2 separate regions of the Mus musculus genome follow, and region 2 is linked to region 1. The links are chromatin contacts, called in public Hi-C maps. All regions are on one chromosome and are shown on one strand. The core of a region is the stretch at or near the end of the contact, and the rest is flanking DNA. Distances in the headings are between cores, read along the strand shown. Region 1 holds the start of Slc7a14 (solute carrier family 7 (cationic amino acid transporter, y+ system), member 14). Region 2 has its middle 63 kb from the start of Slc7a14.

The links. Hi-C and Micro-C count contacts between places; a contact is called where the count stands out from the background.
Region 2: a contact with region 1 is called in a Hi-C map of the N1E-115 cell line, with 1.6 times the contacts expected there. The contact joins the enhancer-like site here to the promoter of Slc7a14 in region 1. A contact is called at or near these places in 3 of 39 promoter capture datasets (the 3T3-L1 cell line and embryonic stem cells), 2 of 484 Hi-C or Micro-C datasets (the N1E-115 cell line and nephron progenitors), 1 of 115 datasets of contacts at active chromatin or transcription factors (embryonic stem cells) and 1 of 9 other capture datasets (liver).

The regions. Positions count from the first base shown.
Region 1 is chr3:31,307,314-31,313,023 of GRCm38.p6, reverse strand. Slc7a14 (solute carrier family 7 (cationic amino acid transporter, y+ system), member 14) reads left to right here and starts at 2,705. Exons shown (of 8, transcript NM_172861.3): 1 at 2,705-2,853. It overlaps Gm15496 (a long non-coding RNA gene), which reads right to left. Exons shown (of 3, transcript XR_880740.3): 1 at 3,726-5,710; 2 at 1,985-2,050.
Region 2 is chr3:31,370,004-31,376,319 of GRCm38.p6, reverse strand. No RefSeq gene overlaps it. Among named protein-coding and RNA genes, the nearest start is that of Slc7a14, 63 kb to the right of the region's middle. Within about 2 kb of position 2,014, at least 5 of the 459 cell types and tissues checked have an H3K27ac peak or open chromatin away from gene starts, as enhancers often do. A contact at or near this core is called in the N1E-115 cell line, where this site is marked.

The DNA of each region.
Region 1 (5,710 bases), core at 1,456-3,955:
ACTGATTTGGCCCTAATCAGAGTCCTACATGATTACTGTAAAGGCATCTCAAATCTTCTAAAATGCATACTTACCCATCTAATTGCTCATAAAGGCATTAATGTTTAAGGTCAAATTAAGTGACCCCATGCTTATTCTTCTATGTGTTTCCTGATAGCATTGCAGGGATGGGTAGTGTCTTAGTCCGGGTTTCTATTCCTGCACAAACATCAGGACCAAGAAGCAGGTTGGAGAGGAAAGGGTTTATTCAGCTTACACTTCCATACTGCTGTTCATCACCAAGGAAGTCATTACTGGAACTCAAGCAGGTCAGAAAGCAGGAGCTGATGCAGAGGCCATGGAGGGATGTTCCTTACTGGCTTGCTTCCCCTGGCTTGCACAGCCTGCTCTCTTATAGAACCAAGACTACCAGCCCAGAGATGGTCCCACCCACAAGGGGCCTTTCCCCCTTGATCACTAATTGAGAAAATGCCTTGCAGCTGGATCTCATGGAGGCATTTCCTCATCTGAAGCTTCTTTCTCTGTGATAACTCCAGCTGTGTCAAGTTGACACATACAACCAACCAGTACAGGTAGGGTGTCAGAGGCAGCACTTCACCTAGACAAATTTTAAAGTAGCATGTGCAGGAACATTGATGGCTCCTGGATCAATGGTTTCCCTAAAAAATATGGAAGGCCTAGATAGATATCTAAAGCTTATTAAGGAAGTGTGCCAGGACTTGGGGTTGGAATTTGCTTAAGGGTAGCAGATTCTCTGGTTTGTGTCAGGGTTGTGCTGGGTTTGTTAGCAGTGGATTAGAAAACAGTTATCACTTTTCCAATATCAGCGAAGGTCTATTCCTGCTCTTGGACTAGGAATGTTTGGGGTTTGGAACTGACTGATCTTTCTTTTTTAATTAATTAATTTATTATATGTAAGTACACTGTAGCTGTCTTCAGACACCCCAGAAGAGGGAGATCAGATCTCATTACAGATGGTTGTGAGCCACCATGTGGTTGCTGAGATTTGAACTCAGGACCTTCAGAAGAGCAGTCAGTGCTCTTAATCTCTGAACCACCTCTCCAGCCCTCCCCCATCTGTTTTTTTAGATTACCAACCTAAACCCTGTTATGCTGAAATACGGCACAAAATTACACCAATTCGTAAATATCCACTGCTGAGATTCTGCCTGGCATCCAAAAGATGGTCCTGGATGAGGAGAGATTAATTTTAAAAGATCCATCTCAGAGGAGTGTGGCACTAATCTCTGAGACCTGCATAGCCCTTGAGTTTCAGGTACACTTGTAAACTTGGGGATTTCTCAGTAGCTGTCCCCTAACAAACCCCAGCTTCCCTCTCCTAAACCCGTAATATACCTGGACTAACACGGGCAACACCTCCTGCTGGCCACAGGTTTATTATGTATTTGTTTATGCTTTACCACTATAGCTTCTCATAGGCTAACGATTAGTTCATCTGAACAACAAAACTGTCTCAGAGAGTAGACATTCTCTGCCCATTTTTAAGATAAAACTCCGAGGCCTCAGGCGATCAGTCAAGGATTACATGTGTCCCCTGAACAGCCTGCTTCAACATCCCAAATTCTGACTCTTTAACCTTACCCTTTTTCTGCAACATCTCACAGCTTTGTGGGCATCCAAAGAAGTCAGAAATACTATGAACAACTAGTTAAAGGCTTAAGTCATAGTGATGGCTCACCAAGGCTCCTGTAGGCTCAAGGGAGTGTTGAGCATGAATGGTGAATGTACCAGGACTGTCCGGGCCATGATTGGACGTACTTAGATGTGAACTTGCCCTACGTGAAAAGACAGCAGCCAGCCAGTAATCTCCCTGAACACAACAAACTTAGTAACTTTTATTTCTCATAGAAGAGGTTTACATGGCATCAGCTCCATTCCACTAACACATACATAAATAACATGCTTCTTGTTTTCTGAAATGTATTATTATTTTAATAGAGGCAAGAGAAAGACTCTCACTTACCGATCTCTGCGTGTGTCTAGCACTGAGTTAGGCAACTTCAAGAGCATGTCAACTCTCTCTACAGTCCTAGGAGATGTTCATTTCACAGACAAGGGAAGAAAAAGCAAGACGTTAAATGCTACAAGTCATAGATTGAAAATCCTTGTAGATCTTCAGAAACCTCAAATCCATGAAATGTTGTGGACTCTAAACTAAGCTGGATCTATTTGAGCTTTTGGTCTTGTCTTCTTTGAGAGCTGAGAGAGAGACTAACCTCCCCATCCCTTGTTTACAGTGACAGTGAGGTGGAGGGGGAAAAGTTAAGAGTACCAAGACCACCTCAAGGAGGTAGTGGGGTAGCTTCCAGCGAGCAGGAAGCAGGCCTGGCTGGGTAGCTGAATCCAGGAGAGGTGGAGCTGTTGGCAGAAGCCAGCCCAAACAGTACAGCGACACTGCAGAGTCCTACCCCACCCTGCCTTCCCAGAGCATAGAACTGCCCGGGCTCCTCTGCTCCAAGCACCAGAAAGGTAGCAGAGGCTGGAGGCCGCACCTGGAAGGCGGGTGAGGTGTAGTGAGTGACAGACCCGGGGGGCGGGGTGGGGGGGCGGGGGGGTGCGGGAAGGGGCGGCGGGAGTGGTGCTAGGACTCGGTAATGGAAAGGGCTGGGTTAGCCACGTGATTACAAGGAGGCGGAGATAGGCAAGCTGGAGAGCAAACTGGCAGGCGCGGGAGGGGTGCGGAGGGGTTTCAATCTGAATAATTGAAGAGCGATTCAGCAACGTCCGCTGTCTCCTGCCTTCCTTTATCACTACCACCGCCCTCATCTCAGCTCTAAGTGCAGACCGCCGGACATTAGCATCCAGTTCAGGCCATCACCTCCAGCCCCTCTGGTGAGTGGATGCCCTCTTCACCACAGTCTGTGCCCCCAGCGCGGCCCCGGGCTTCCCAGCTGGACCCCGGAGACTAAGATGAACCAGGGAGCCCCAGACACCTGCAGGGTGGAAGCGGGAACATGGCGCGGAGGTTGAGGGCGACCTACGGGAAGGGGATCTCTGGAAAGACCAAGGAGCGAGGTCAGGGTCGCGCGGGCTTCCACTGGGAATGGGTCCCCCGGTAGCATCCTCGATGAGGGGACTCGCGGGAGCCGGCAGGCGGAGCGCGGGCTGGCGCAGCCTCCGCTGCGGCGGGAGCGAGAGGCTAAGATGCTGGGGATGACAGTGTGGGCCTCCCAGGTCTCCGCAGTCGCGGGGCCCGTCCTGTCCTCCAAGCCTATCCACGCACCTGACGGGGGCAACTGGGCTCTTGGCCTGGGATTGAGCCCTTGGAAAAAGGAGAGGTGTTTTCCGGGCCGCAGTCCCAGAGGAAGGCGGGGACATGAATCTGTCCTTTAACCAGAGCAAAACTCTTCAAAGGGACTCCAATGGAGCCCTGCGCCCCGACTAGGCTGGTGCGCCACGAGGACCATCTGTCCCCGGCCAAGCGGGAGACCGTGCAGTGAGGAGGATGTGACGGGAGAGCTATCTGGGTAGGTTCCTGCCCGGAGCCCGCGGCTCTCGAGAGGACTCTCGCACGCACTGCTTCGCCTCTTTGGGGCCTTTTTCCCAGCCCCAAAACACATCTCAGTTTCCCACAAATTCTGAGGGCCAGAGTAGGGTGGCGTGGCCCCAAGCCTTCTGTCTCCACTGAGTCACCCTCCTCCCCCGCCAAGTGTGCATTTTACATCATGATCAAACTGTAAGGTAGAAGCTGTCAAATGACTTACAGAAGAAAGATGAGGGAAGGTGGAAGCAGCACAGGCTGTCGTCTCTTCTTGATAGTGATTCCGCTACGTGTGCGAAACTCGGTTCATTGAGAGCTTGAGTTGAGAGACTCAAAGGATGTTCGCCTGCGTGGCAGAGGCAGTAACTGGCCAGAGTAACTAAGGGTTGCAGGGATAATCTGCCTCTGAGAGCTGGGGACAGGTTGAAGAGCTGGCTAGAGTTGGGATGGTGTGCCGCTGTCCGGGGTGCTGAAAGTTGTCTGCTGCGCGGTAAATACCTGGGGACTGGTGGGATCCGTGCTGGCTGGTCAGCTTTCCCTGCAGTTGAGATCTAACACCTAAAGGGCATTGTCTCGTGTTTACCAAGAAAACAAGCGAGTATCCTTTGCTTTCCCAGTTCTCTGCTTTCCCAGACTTTCGTTGGAGGTTCCCAGCATGTCTGGGTAGAAAAACAAGGGGGCCCTGTCATTCCAGGATGTGGCTTGATAACTCTGGATGATGCCCTCGTTCTTCCTGTTCCAAGTCTTCCGGTTCATAGTGTTGAAAAAGCAGTTAGGGATGCTGTCCTGATAAACATTTCTGTAGCTTTTAGGAACCAGAGAACTGTAAGTCTACAGAAAAATAAGTGGATTAATTAAAAGGGAGATGGATTCAGGCTTGCTTTGGGTTATGACTCTCCTCTGTATGCTTCTGTCACCACCGCGTATTTTCTCATCCTCCAAACACAAATTTTAATACACTGTAGGTTTATTTCTTTAGTGTTCCATGGGTGGGATGAAGAATGGGGTGAGGCAATGGGAATGGGGGCGGGGAGAGACTATTTACTGAGCATCTATACTCTGCTAGACAATGCCATCTAGTTTAAACTTCACACCAGTGCTTAACCGTATATAACACAGATGGAAAATCTACAGTTAGGGATCTTGAAAATCTACAGTTAGAGGTTGCGTTCACACTGTATACTGCTCAGCTCCCATGTCCAAGTCACTTATATGATCTTGCTCATGAATGTAACTTTCAACAGCTGTGATGAGAAGCAGGGATATAGTAATTGACAAAAGGAGGGCTGCATTCTCCTTCACACACTCCGTTATCTCTCTAGTCATTTCTTCTTTAATCTGCTCACCCACCCACTGTCACTCGCCCCCACCCTGCCAACTGTCTTGTGCTTGCCACAACTGTTCACACAACTTGAGCGCCAGTTTTACAGAAACAGGTTGGAAGCTAAACCAGCAGGCTTTCCTGGAAGGACAAGAACGGGAAGAGTGAAACAGTGAGCAAGCCTGGAAACCCAGATATGCCTTCATTTTAGATTCGTTCTGTTGTAATGGTGGTAAACATGTGTTTGGCAACGTTGTTTTACAGAAAGCAGACTGTGGGAACTCAGGGCTCCCATTCTTCCCAGTCACTTAATTGAAGTTAGTATCTTAATCCTGCAAATACTTTCCAGAGCCAGCACCCTTCTCACTCACCCACAGGGCCTGAACTATTTACCCGCAATGCCTTCTTGGTCACCTTTCACAGATAATCACGATAAGGCACAAATGTCTAACATGCAGATAGTCATTCCCCTTAGCTATTTCTCCCATCTTTTTCCTCTTCTGGTTCCACTCCAGTGCCGTCTACCTCAGTGTCCCTGAAACACATAACCAATCTTCAGTGATGTTTCCCATAAAGCAAACAGGGATGATGCTGTGGCTGTCTCCACCATGCCCTTGTTACCTATACTTTCTCTGACTCAGTCCAATGGCACAATTTTCCCCAAACTGATGATGCTAAGCAGTTCTCCATGCTTCAGATGGACTTGGAAGAAGGCTCTAAAATAATCTAGGAAGATATACAAATCACTAAATAGTGCCAGCGTTTATAAAATGCTCTCCACAGGTTAGTCATGATGCCAAGTCCTTTCATCTATCGTTTCTTGGGGTCTCCCCAATTCTCTCAAGTACAGAGCTTCATCAGAGACTGTCCTGAGATGGCCAGCCATC
Region 2 (6,316 bases), core at 765-3,264, 64 kb before region 1:
ACTTCTGACCTCTGTCTACCTAATAGTTACGTAGGCAGCAGAGCACAATGTCAACATCACCTCATGTGAAGGGGCAAGGATGTGTGCACTCTAGCCTACTCAAGGTTGAATGGGCTACAATGACAGAGAAGAGTCAGCAGGCAACTGTTTTGCCTCTAGTGGACATTAGGCAGGCTTCTGGATGAGGTCAGAGTAGGGAACAGAAGAATAGAGCCACCATCTCCGGTTGAAATTAAAACATTGGGAGTCAAGTGAAGTCTGAAGAGCTTGTGGTGGTGACTCACTCAGTATGACCTCACAGGAGGCACGGGTTTCTCTGCCTCAGTTTCTTCGTTTGCTAAATGGAAACAGTAAGACTAACAACCTCACATGGCTGCTTCAAGGATGACAGCAGCTGAGTGAGGTATTTGGGACAGTGGCTGACTCACAGGAAGCCTGGTGTGAATTCATTATCCTCACTCAGGATGCTAACCTCTTAAGATTGCTGGGAGCATGTAGTACTGCCACTTGAGGGCCATGGTAGGGAGGGCACCTAGGGCCTGCTAGCTTGTATGCCATCAGCAGTGACAGGTTGCTGTCAGATCTCAATCAGGTTCCAAATTGCCCTCAGCTTCCATCCCGCTCTCTAGTCCCAGGAAGGCAGAGGAGTGGATGTTCCTGCTTGTATAGGAGACTCAGGATGACAGTTCGCCTGTTTGCCATAGAAATAGATGATGAGGAAATCTGGTATCAGAGGGTGATTTGTGGCTGGGCAGGTGAATCAGGCACTGAGGTGGGCGTGTGTATAGAAGTGACAAGCACACTTGTGTATGCTGAGATGCTGTGTCACAATTTCCTGAAAGCTCTACTTGAGTTAAATTGACAAGGAAAAGACTAATTAACTGAATGTGGTAACTCAGACTTGTTAGATCTCAAACCCAGGGCAACAAATGACTGAGGTGCCTATTAAACATATCAGAGTATACTTGGCCACCATGGAAATTGTCTTTTTTTTTAATATTTTTTTATTACGTATTTTTCTCAATTACATTTCCAATGCTATCCCCAAAGTCCCCCCATGCCCTCCCCCCCCCACTCCCCTACCCACCCATTCCCACTTTTTGGCCCTGGTGTTCCCCTGTACTAGGGAATATAAAGTTTGCATGTCCAATGGGCCTCTCTTTCCAGTGATGGCCGACTAGGCCATCTTTTGATACATATGCAGCTAGAGTCAAGAGCTCCGGGGTACTGGTTAGTTCATAATGTTGTTGCACCTACAGGGTTGCAGATCTCTTTAGCTCCTTGGATACTTTCTCTAGCTCCTCTATTGGGAGCCCTGTGATCCATCCAATAGCTGACTGTGAGCATCCACTTATGTGTTTGCTAGGCCCCTGCCTAGTCTCACAAGAGACAGCTATATCAGTGTCCTTTCAGCAAACGCTTGCTAGTGTATGCAAAGGTGTCATCGTTTGGAGGCTAATTATGGGATGGATCCCTGGATATGGCAGTCTCTAGATGGTCCATCCTTTCATCTCAGCTCCAAACTTTGTCTCTGTAACTCCTTCCATGGGTGATTGTTTCCAATTCTAAGAAGGGGCAAAGTGTCCACACTTTAGTCTTCATTCTTCTTCAGTTTCATGTGTTTTACAAATTGTCTTTTATATCTTGGGTATACTGTTTCTGGGCTAATATCCACTTATCAGTGAGTACATATAATTTGAGTTCTTTTGTGATTGTGTTACCTCACTCAGGATGATGCCCTCCAGGTCCAACCATTTGTCTTGATTACACTAATTGATGTAGGAAGACCCAGACCACTGTAGCCAGAAAATTCAATGAGCTTGGGATATGGTCCATAAGGCTGCCAGTGAAGAATGGTCGGACAGGGATGATTTAAGACTTTTGACTGAGTCCTAGAACACATGGGGTCCTGAACAAGGATGCTGATGGGGCTTCAGGGGGAGTAGGGAAGGGCCTGAGAGGAATTTATGTAGGAGGTAATAATCTAATTCATGTAGGAGTTCCACTTCCCTTCTCCCTGCTCTGGAGTAGGTTCTGGCCAACAAGTTTAAGAGCCAAGTCCCTAGAGCCAAAAATGATGATAAGGGATGTGCTGCTTGAAATCAAATCACCTCTGCTCTGACTCAGTTCTGACAGCTGCATGACTGCCTTGTCCCTACTGAGTGCCTCTGTCCTTACTTATGCCTAAGTCTGTCTCAGCAACCTGCCTAGGGACACTCAGGTCTTCTAAGATTAGATCCCTCACCAATTTTTTTCACTTCATCAGAGGTTCCTGAATCTGTCTGCCTGGACATTTGCCTGCCAGTGATCCTGACTAACCCCTCCATCTTTGTGCTGCTGGACCCCCGAGAGTGCTACTGGGAACTGAAGACTCGGATGTTTCCTTCCACCTGCTCTAATGCCCAGTCTACTGCTCCAATCACTTCAAGACCACATCCAGTACCTAGGTCTAGATGAATGTATCATTCTTCCATTTTTTTATCATTAATTTAAAAGATCAAGACACAGTCTCATGTACCCCAGGTTGGCCTCAAATTCATTATATAGCCAAGAATAACTTTGAACTTTGAATTTCCCAGCTTCCACCTCCCGAATGCTAGGATTATAGGTGTGCACTACCATGCCCAGTTTTATATGTTGCTGGATATCAAATCCAGGCACTGTGCATGCTGGATAAAAATTCTGCAGAGATTTTTTCCAGATCCCTTTCTCTCCATTTCTGTTTTTCATTTCCTCATCTTGGAACAAGTGAGATTTTAATTATCTCCATGGTCTGTCACAGGTAAAATATGACCCCCAAATATGATCAACAATAGCAGAGAATATCAGGTCTTACATGACCAAGTCTTGACCCATGGTTGGAGTTATTCTCAGATTAACCCTAATTGCCACATAATTTCTACATTTGAAAAAGGCAAAAATCTTCAAATCACCTTGGTTTTATTCATCGTACCAATAAAACATGCAGTGGGTGCTTGTCAATCTGCTGAACGTCCCATTAATATCCTCATCCCCCAGGGTTCTAATTCCTCCCCGTGTCTACCTTAAGAGCATGCATCCCTCCACTTTCCTCAGTTCTGTAAATAAAGGAAAAACACAGTCACATTCCCCTACCATGGAACCTGCAAAGCAGCTACCTTTAAAGAGGCCAAAACAACAAAGATGCCACTTGAGGACAAATGAGATCATGCCTGGCCCTTGGCCTTGTCTCTTCGAGTTTTGCTCTATTGGTTCTGCACAGAACTAGTTTTGGCTCCTAGCTGGCTGTGATGGCCTAGGCTCAGGGACATTGTGAATATGGGCAAATCACAAGGTCCGGGTCACCATTTTTACGAAAGTCCTTGAAAACAGAAGGTTCTGATTCTCAGGGACCCCCAAGATGAAAAAAGCTTACAGGGCACCCAAGGCAGACCCTCTAATTTACAAATAATAAAACAGGGTCCAAAAAAGGCAAATACTTTCTCTAAGGCTTATACTGTCTCCCGATTCAGTCTGACCTGAAAATTCCATTCTGTGAGCTTCATTTCAGGGCGCCCCTTGCATGTGCATGATGACGTCATCAAGGTTACCCAGCACAGCAGATAGCAGCTATCAGGAACAGAGTTACTGTCTGTCTATAGAGGACTAGGGTCCATGGCTTCCTGAGCTTCATAAGCACCTCTAAGAAGGCAGCTCTCAGAATGGAGAGAGAACCCCGAGGCTTGCTGGCCAGCTAGTGTGGCTGACCCAGTTAGCCCTAGCTTCAGAGTACATGTGCCCATATTAGCTCTAACCCCACAGAGTACACCTTCTCAAAGTGGCCGTATCCCTTAATGGCATGTTAATTCCAACAAAAGCATAGCCTTACCCCAAAGCACTGTACAATCACGAGAGTGTATGCTGGGGCACCTTGCTTCTTAATCAGAGAGGTCTGATAGCAGCCTGAGGTATTGATGGGCTCAGCCATGGTTGGTGCCAACATGACCCCATGCAGGGCTTGAGAATGAGTCAGCTGCAGACTGGTCTTCATTTCTCAAGGTGTCTCCAGTGACTGAGGGCACACCTTGGCCAGAACATACTTGTAAATACTTTCCCTGGCCAACTCTGAATCTTTAAAGGACAGAAAAGCAAAGGCATGGGGGAGCTCAGATCCCATGCAGCTTTTGCTGACTCATAAGGAGAAATCCAGCCATAGTTCTCTGCCATCTGGGTCACACAGGACCCAACACAGCAGAGGCTCCATGTCACACTTCCATTTCTCTATCTGTGATGCACAAACACAGCGTCCCTCTGAACACCATTTGGTGAGCTATCATAACTGTTACCCAAAACATCCTACATTCTGGGTACAACCAACTTCGTTCTTACCCATATGAGTCTTCTGTGATCAAGACCTGATCTGGTGCTGGGTCTGGAGTTCTATTTTTTGGTTCTTTGTTCTGTGGCCCAACATTGCAATCCCAACCAATTCTGAGAAAATTTTGTAAATATCAGTTTCTCTGCCTCCTTGATAACTACTCAACTTGATAACTTAGGCTAAACTTCCACCTCCTAAAAAAAAAAAAACTAAAATTCTTTCAGTTCATACCCATAATGAATCAGGCCTTCCTTGTCCCAGCTAACATCATTTCCATTCTGCCTGTGTATAATTGACAGAGTTTTCTCATGTCTTATTCCGAAGACTTTCTTGTGCAAACAGAAAGAAACTATATTCACCAAACTAAGGTCAGCCAGCTTGTCAAACCAAGACTGTCTTCTCTGAAGTCAAATCAAGACCAACACCATTATAAGGAGAAATCCCAGGTCTAATTGGGCAGAGTGATAAGACACCAGCTTGTCAATATAGCATCTCTTGGTCCCTTATTTCTCCCTGCAGACTTCTAGGTTTGCCAACAGTGAGTGTGCCTTAGTAATAGCAAGGACATCACTCCCATGATATTGGATACTGTCTTAATCACTGTGAAGAGACACCATGACCAAAGCAACTCTTACAAAAGAAGGTATTTAATTGTGGACTTGCTTATAGTTTTAGAGAGTAAGTCCATGATCATTAAGGCTAGAAGCAGATAAGAACAGCATTGGAAAGTAGCTGAGAACATTACATTATATTCCACAGGCTGCAGATGAGAGAGTGAGACATTGGACCTGGTGTGGGTTTTTGAAATCTCAAAGCTCACTCTTAGTGACACACTTCTTCCAAAGAGGCCATACCTCCTAATCCTTCCCAAACAGTTCTACTCTCTGATAAAATATACATTTAAATAAATGATCCTTCAGGGCCATTCTTATTCAAACTACCACAGATGCAGGCCTTTTCATTTAGTCTGTCTTCTTTGTGAATTGGCTCTAATTAATGTACTTCCTGTTGGATTTCAGAATCTTTAATTAATCTGTAGTAAAACAATATTCCCTTTTGCATCAAATACTTGATATATATTGAATTGAATGCGTTGTTATTCCCATACACAAACACAATTTGCATACAGATGTTTGGCCACATTCTGAACATTTCCTTAGAGAAAAAGCCTAAAGTAGGAACTATGAGACAAACCTGGGAAATAGCCTAGACATTCCTTGTCACTGTTGACTTGGGTAATTTGGGCTTTATAAAAGTGCTTCTGACCTTGAACTCATTCTCCCAGAGCAAGTGGGAAGGAACAGCCAGCTCTCAGGTAAAGAGCTTTAAAATTTTGCGTCCGTACAACTAAGTGACAGGCTATGTATCTCAGAAAATCAATAATTCCTGGTACCAAGAATGATGCCATTTAAACACTGGGGAGCTCTTGGTGACCAGACAAGCCATAGTTACTTCAGACTCCCAAGACGGCCTCACTAAGGTAGCGCGCTCATATATGCCTTACCTGCTAAGATTAATGGAGACTTCTGTTTTCACTACCAAACCACATCCCAATTCCTTAGCAATTTACTTAGTTGAAACTGTGAGTGGAAGGAGACAAAGTGGCATCTTTTAAATAGTGTTGAGCTGAGGGCTGGCCTCTGACTGCCAATGAGTGGGTTTTTTTTTTTTTTCAAGCGTGTGCCTGTTACAAGCTTCTGTTTAAGGGAACACGTGGAATCTCTGAGCCAGGGTTTCCTCTTACATGGCAAATTAACATTGGCTGCTAAGAGTCAGACTCATCAATTATGGAAAGCTTGTCTGGCAGAGGAATGAAAAAGGGAACTAACTAGTTGACAATAAATGTTCCTAGTATTTGTGGTGTGTGTGTGTGTGTGTGTGTGTGTGTGTGTGTGTGTGTGTATGTGTGTGTGTGTGTTGGGTGGGTCCACAGAGCCCTTTTTATCACCAGCAATCTATTAACTATTAACCATTATGTCC